Regions from separate parts of the Mus musculus genome. Here region 1 is linked to region 2. The links are chromatin contacts, called in public promoter capture Hi-C maps. All regions are on one chromosome and are shown on one strand. The core of a region is the stretch at or near the end of the contact, and the rest is flanking DNA. Distances in the headings are between cores, read along the strand shown. Region 1 overlaps Alg9 (asparagine-linked glycosylation 9 (alpha 1,2 mannosyltransferase)). Region 2 overlaps Dixdc1 (DIX domain containing 1).

The links. Capture Hi-C pulls out chosen DNA fragments and counts their contacts.
Region 1: a contact with region 2 is called in a promoter capture Hi-C map of liver. The contact joins two enhancer-like sites. A contact is called at or near these places in 2 of 39 promoter capture datasets (the SN4741 cell line and cranial neural crest), 1 of 15 datasets of contacts at CTCF or cohesin (embryonic stem cells), 12 of 484 Hi-C or Micro-C datasets (the HL-1 cell line, embryonic stem cells and liver), 5 of 115 datasets of contacts at active chromatin or transcription factors (bone marrow-derived macrophages and embryonic stem cells) and 1 of 9 other capture datasets (liver).

Annotation. Positions count from the first base shown.
Region 1 is chr9:50,797,335-50,800,034 of GRCm38.p6, reverse strand. The region is part of intron 8 of Alg9 (asparagine-linked glycosylation 9 (alpha 1,2 mannosyltransferase)); the gene reads right to left. Among named protein-coding and RNA genes, the nearest start is that of Gm38476, 23 kb to the right of the region's middle. Within about 2 kb of position 1,449, at least 16 of the 459 cell types and tissues checked have an H3K27ac peak or open chromatin away from gene starts, as enhancers often do. A contact at or near this core is called in liver, where this site is marked.
Region 2 is chr9:50,667,020-50,669,719 of GRCm38.p6, reverse strand. Dixdc1 (DIX domain containing 1) reads left to right here. Exons shown (of 20, transcript NM_001374656.1): 18 at 165-270; 19 at 1,952-2,060. Among named protein-coding and RNA genes, the nearest start is that of Dlat, 8.6 kb to the right of the region's middle. Within about 2 kb of position 1,444, at least 6 of the 459 cell types and tissues checked have an H3K27ac peak or open chromatin away from gene starts, as enhancers often do. A contact at or near this core is called in liver, where this site is marked.

The DNA.
Region 1 (2,700 bases), core at 200-2,699, 130 kb before region 2:
ACACTGACAAGCCAACACTCAACTAAATGGAAACCCATAAGCCTGTGCTCTCCCTGGTGCTCCGCTGTGCACAGGAAGCACAAGAGCAGAAGACGGAAGGGCAGACTGGTGAAGACGCTATAGATGTGTACCATTGGGCTTGGACTATTTCACTTTATTCCCATCATCTCCTCTACCATAGAGGATGCACAATTGTCCTCTAAAGGATACAGTGATGCGGTGCCAGTGCACCAGCAGGCTTGAACATACGAGAGCTTTCATACTGGACTCCCAGCCTCCAGAAGGAGAAGTGAGTCTATGCTCTTCATTACCTCGTCTCAAGTATTCTGTTACGATGGCACCTACAAACTCAAATGGCTATTTGCAGTGCCTACTCCCAAACGCCACACCCACATGGGACAAACACGTTCTCTAATAGTGGTAGCTTAAGAGCACAGAGCTATAGGAAACAAAAAAAAAAAAAAATCATTGGAATTTTAACTGGGGCTTCAAGTTCTGCATTCAATATGTAGGCCAAATGATCAAAGCCAATAGATAAACTTACTTGGAGCTATGTAACCCCTTGAGAAGTTCAATTACTATTTTATACACATATAAGATACCATGTATTTCGTAAGAGGGAATAACTCATGGCCAGGGTTAGGGATAAGTTGAGTGGTAGGGTATTTGCCTAGCATTCATGAAGCCCTGGGTTTAGTCTTCGTAGAACCAGATACACACACCATAATTACATATATATTTAATAAAAATCAACAGCTTAATTTTGTGTGTGTGTGTGTGTGTGTGTGTGTGTGTGTATTTTATGTGTATGTATGTGCAGGTGCTTATAAAAGCCAAAGAAGGCATCAGATGCCTGGAGCAGTGGTTCTCAACCTGGGAGCCGAATGATGCTTTCATGGGGGTCATAACAGGTATCCTGCATTTCAGAGACTAACATTACAATTCATAATATTAGCAAAAATTCCAGTTATGAAGTAGCAAGGAAAATAATTTTATACCACATGCATAATACACAACATGTATTAAAGGGTCAGAGCATTAGGAAGGTTGAGATTGCCCACCCTAGAACTGAAGGTACACGTAGTTATAACCTGCCTGACTTGGTACCAGGAAACCAAACTTAGTTGCCTCTATGAGGGCAGCAGACACTCTTAGCCACTGAGCCATCTTTCCAGCCTCGCCAGCTCCACTCCCCCAACCTTGGCTACAGATTAGATCAGAGACCCAGGTCCTGCTCAGAACTCAAAGGACACAGAAAGAAGCAAAATGGCTGAAACAAATCTCATTCTCACTAGTTTTTATTCTGTAATTCAAAATCCTTAAGCCTAAGTGGTAAGAACTAGCTCCCTCCCTGCACATGAGCTGTTTTCCTCTCTGCTTTTCCCCCTGTATGATTGCTTCAATCAGGCAGTGAATGACACGTGTGGGCTTTAATCAGTGTGTGTTGTGACATCCGTCTTGCGCCACAGCAATTCCCTGCAATCAGCATTGCTTAAAAAGGTAATCAGGAGGCAGAGAACACTCAAAAACCTAACGCTTTGTGGCTTGCACAGCAAAAATAAGGTCAGAGACTAAAATCATAATGCCAGCAACACTTGGAGGAATGGGAGGGCTCACTGAGGAAGGGCCCGCTTCAATTGTGGGCCACCTCTGGGGAAAGTTCACTCCTGCTCACAGACAGCTAAACGGTAGGAATGGAAGTCTGTCTCCAGCAGGTCATTCAGGACATCTTTAATCTTGTCTTCCCCATGTCTCTAAGTTAAATAAACCCTCTGGAGAAATGTCTTCTCTGGGTTTCAATTAGTAGGAGCATTTTTTCTAAACTAAATCCTTTAGGACCCAGCTTTCTGAGAGGTGACTATCCACTCTCTCCCGCAATAAGAAGACAGGGCAACCTTTGACTCATTATATTTCTTAACAAAAGTCTAGAAATCTAGGCCTGTGGAGAAAAGAGACCAGCCAGAGAAGATGGGGGCCTTCCTTCTCTGTGCAGCCATGACGATGCTAAGCATCGGAGGAGGGAAGCTGCCTTCTCTCTGGTGCTTGCTCATACAGGTGCTGTCTTGGCAAGCACCCCCATTTTGAGCAACTGTCGCTACCATCGCTTACTATACCATACCTTCTATGTGATCTTCGTGTGTTCATTTATCAAGCTCTCAGCTAGTCTGTGCACATTTCCTAATAGGCTTACTTCCCTGAAGGATGGAGCAAGCACTGGGGAATAAGCCAAAACTGAAGAAAGGTCAACTGACCAAAACAAAACAAAACAAAAAACCCAAAATAAATAAATAAATAAATAAATAAATAAAATAACAAAAGACAAAAAAAAAACAAAAAAAAGGAAAAAAGGAACAAAAAATAAAATAAAAAGGTGACTTTTAATTCGGCTAGCGGGTGTCCCCCATATTCAATGGCTTGCATGCCCTAAGAGTGGCAGCTTTCATCTCAGGCTTTACCATGCTGATGCTCACAAGGCTAGGTCCAAGTTGACAGTGCAAGAAAATGCACCTCAGGTTGGCAAGCTGAGCATTTGGGGGGAGGGGACACAAGAGGACTCTGTAGCAGGCTGGCAGCAGGGTCTCCCTGTGTAGGCAAAGTGCCTCTGTTCCTTCCACTCAAATGAGCTAAGGGAGTCTTCAAAGAGGCTAAAAGAAGGAATCATGTTTATTAATCCATAGACTGAATGATGGGAAACCTGTT
Region 2 (2,700 bases), core at 195-2,694:
TGCCCTCGTGACGATCATGAGCCATGCTCTGGGAACATGGTGCTTTGGCAAGGCTGATGGAGGAGCTGTGACCTCGGGCAGCTTCAGCCTCCTGAGACATTTTGAGTAAAGGAAGGGAGGAATTTGGATGGGATGGAACGCTCTAACTCTGTCTCTGCTTGCAGCGTTGCCTCACTCCCAGAGTTCCCCAGCCGTCAGCAGCACCTGCACTAAGGTGCTCTATTTCACCGACCGCTCGCTCACGCCCTTCATGGTCAATATTCCAAAGAGGTGAGACGTCCATGCCATTCCTTCACTGTAAAAGACAAACCGAACAGAAGCAGAGTCCTCAGTAACAGCCTGATGAGCAGCTGAAGGTGTTTGAAAGCCAGCTTGTATGGAAACCAGAGCCCAGGACTTAGAGATTCTGCCTCCTGCTTACCAGGGTTTTGTTTGTTTGTTTGGGTTTTTGTTGGTTTTTTGTTTGTTTGTATTTTGGTTTTGGTGGTGTTGTTGGAGACAAAGTATTACTATGTAGCCTTGGCTGGTTTTGAACTCTTTATGTAGACCAGGCTGGCCTCCCTCCAGCTAATAACTCCCTCCTGCCTTGCATCCTGAGTGCTGAGGTTAAAGTCATCCACCACCACACCCAGCAACCAGTGACATTATAGTGGACAAGCAGGAGGTATTGCTAGGCACAGGAATAAGCACTGTATGTTGTTTTGAGTTGTTTGTTTTGTTTTAGTGTTTTGAGACAGGGTCTCACTGTGTAGCTCTGGGTGGCCTGTGCTCACAGAGATCCACCTGCCCCTGCCTCCCAAGTGTTGAGATTAAGGCATGCACCACCATACCCAGGCCCACAGGAAAAATAATTGTGCTTCTTGTTCTGATAGCTATACAAGTTTGGAAAAACTTGTTCTTTTAAGTATTCAAAATAGCCCCTTCTGGTAGCCATGACCTCTAGCCTGAGCTCCTGGGCCCCACTCGTGGGTGTTTACTACTCAAGGGTGACGGCAAGTCATACCTGTAAGGATTTGTGTGGAGAATGTCCCAGAAGTTCATCTCAGTACAGAATAAAGATGCTGCGTGGGGCCAGGGATGGAGCTCACTGACAGCGTGCTTGCCTCGTATTGCTTAAGGCTCTGGTTTATAAATAAAATAAACCCTGGCCAACTACCAAGGGAGCTTCCTAGGGTTTCTCCTCTCTTAGAGTCTGCTTATTTGGACTAGATAAAAGTGAGGGTTTTTATTTTTGTTTTGTATTGTTTTCTTTGGGGGAGGGGTGTTGTTTTCCATGACAGGGTTTCTCTGTGTAGTCCTGGCTGTCCTGAAACTTATTCTGTAGTCCAGGATGCTTTTGAACTCAGAGATCTGCTCACTGCTGCCTCCATAGTGCTGGGGTTAGAGGCATGCGCCACCACAGGGCGTTTCTGTATTTTCCAAACACAGAGGAATGCTGAGAGGCACTTACATGTAGTCTGTCAGCTGGGGCCCTGAAACATGATGGTGAATTTGAAGTCTTCCTACGCTGTGTAGCAAAGCCAACGCAAGCTTGGCCTACAGAGTGAGACCCTGTCAAAACAAAACAAAACAAACAAACAAACAAACTGATGGATTTAATTTTATCAGCCTAAGAAAACTAGGCCACTATGTCAGGAGAAAAACTGAGAAAACTTAGTAATATTAGTAGTTATTTAATTTTATTTTGAATACTTTATTTTCTAGGTTAAAAACAGCAAAAGCAATGAATTTGAGTTCTTGGATCACCTGATGTGTAATGCCATGCTCATTCCTAGTGTTGACTGGTTGCCCAACTTTTATTTTATCTTGGTTATCAAGGGCCGTGACCTAGTATCAAAGCCATGCTATTTCTGCCTGTTGACTTTTGTTGGGACCTGGATTTTAAACTAACACACTACCTTCCCAGCCTATCAATTGACAAACTATTTTGGTACACTCTCCTCTATTACAGGTTGGGGGAGGTGACACTGAAGGATTTTAAAGCAGCTATTGATCGGGAAGGGAATCACCGATACCACTTCAAAGCACTGGATCCCGAGTTTGGCACAGTCAAAGAAGAGGTACAGAATCCAGGAGCAAGCTGGGAGTGTTACTGGTCACTCCTGAATTAGCTCCCAGAAATACCTGAGTTCCCACCCTAGTCAGTGTTCCATTGCTGTGAAGAGACACCGTGACTGAGGCAACTCTTAGAAAAGAAAGCAGGTTCCGTCCATTATCATCATGTGGGAAGCATGACATGGTGTTGGCTGACATTGTGCAGGAGAAGGAGCTGAGAGTTCTACTGAGTGGTAGAACTGGAGTTCTGCTGTTCTGGCAGGAGACAGACAGACAGACAGACAGACAGACAGACAGACAGACACTGGGCTTGGCTTGGGCCTTTGAAACCTCAAAGCCCATCCCCAAAGGCAAACTTTCCCCAACAAGACCACCTTTGCTAATCTCTCCCAAGTAGTGCCAAGTAGACCCCCTGATGTCTAAGCATTCCAACATAAGAGTTTATGGGGAACACTTCTTATTAAAATCACCATTCTACTCCCTGACCCCCATAGGTTTGTAACCATGTCATAATGCAAAAATGCATTCAGTCCAACTTCAAAAGTCCACAGTCTGTCACGGACTCAACACTTTAAAAGTAAAGTCCAAAGTTCAATATCTTTTTGGAGATTCAAGGTGCTCTCTTAACTATAACCCCCTGTAAAA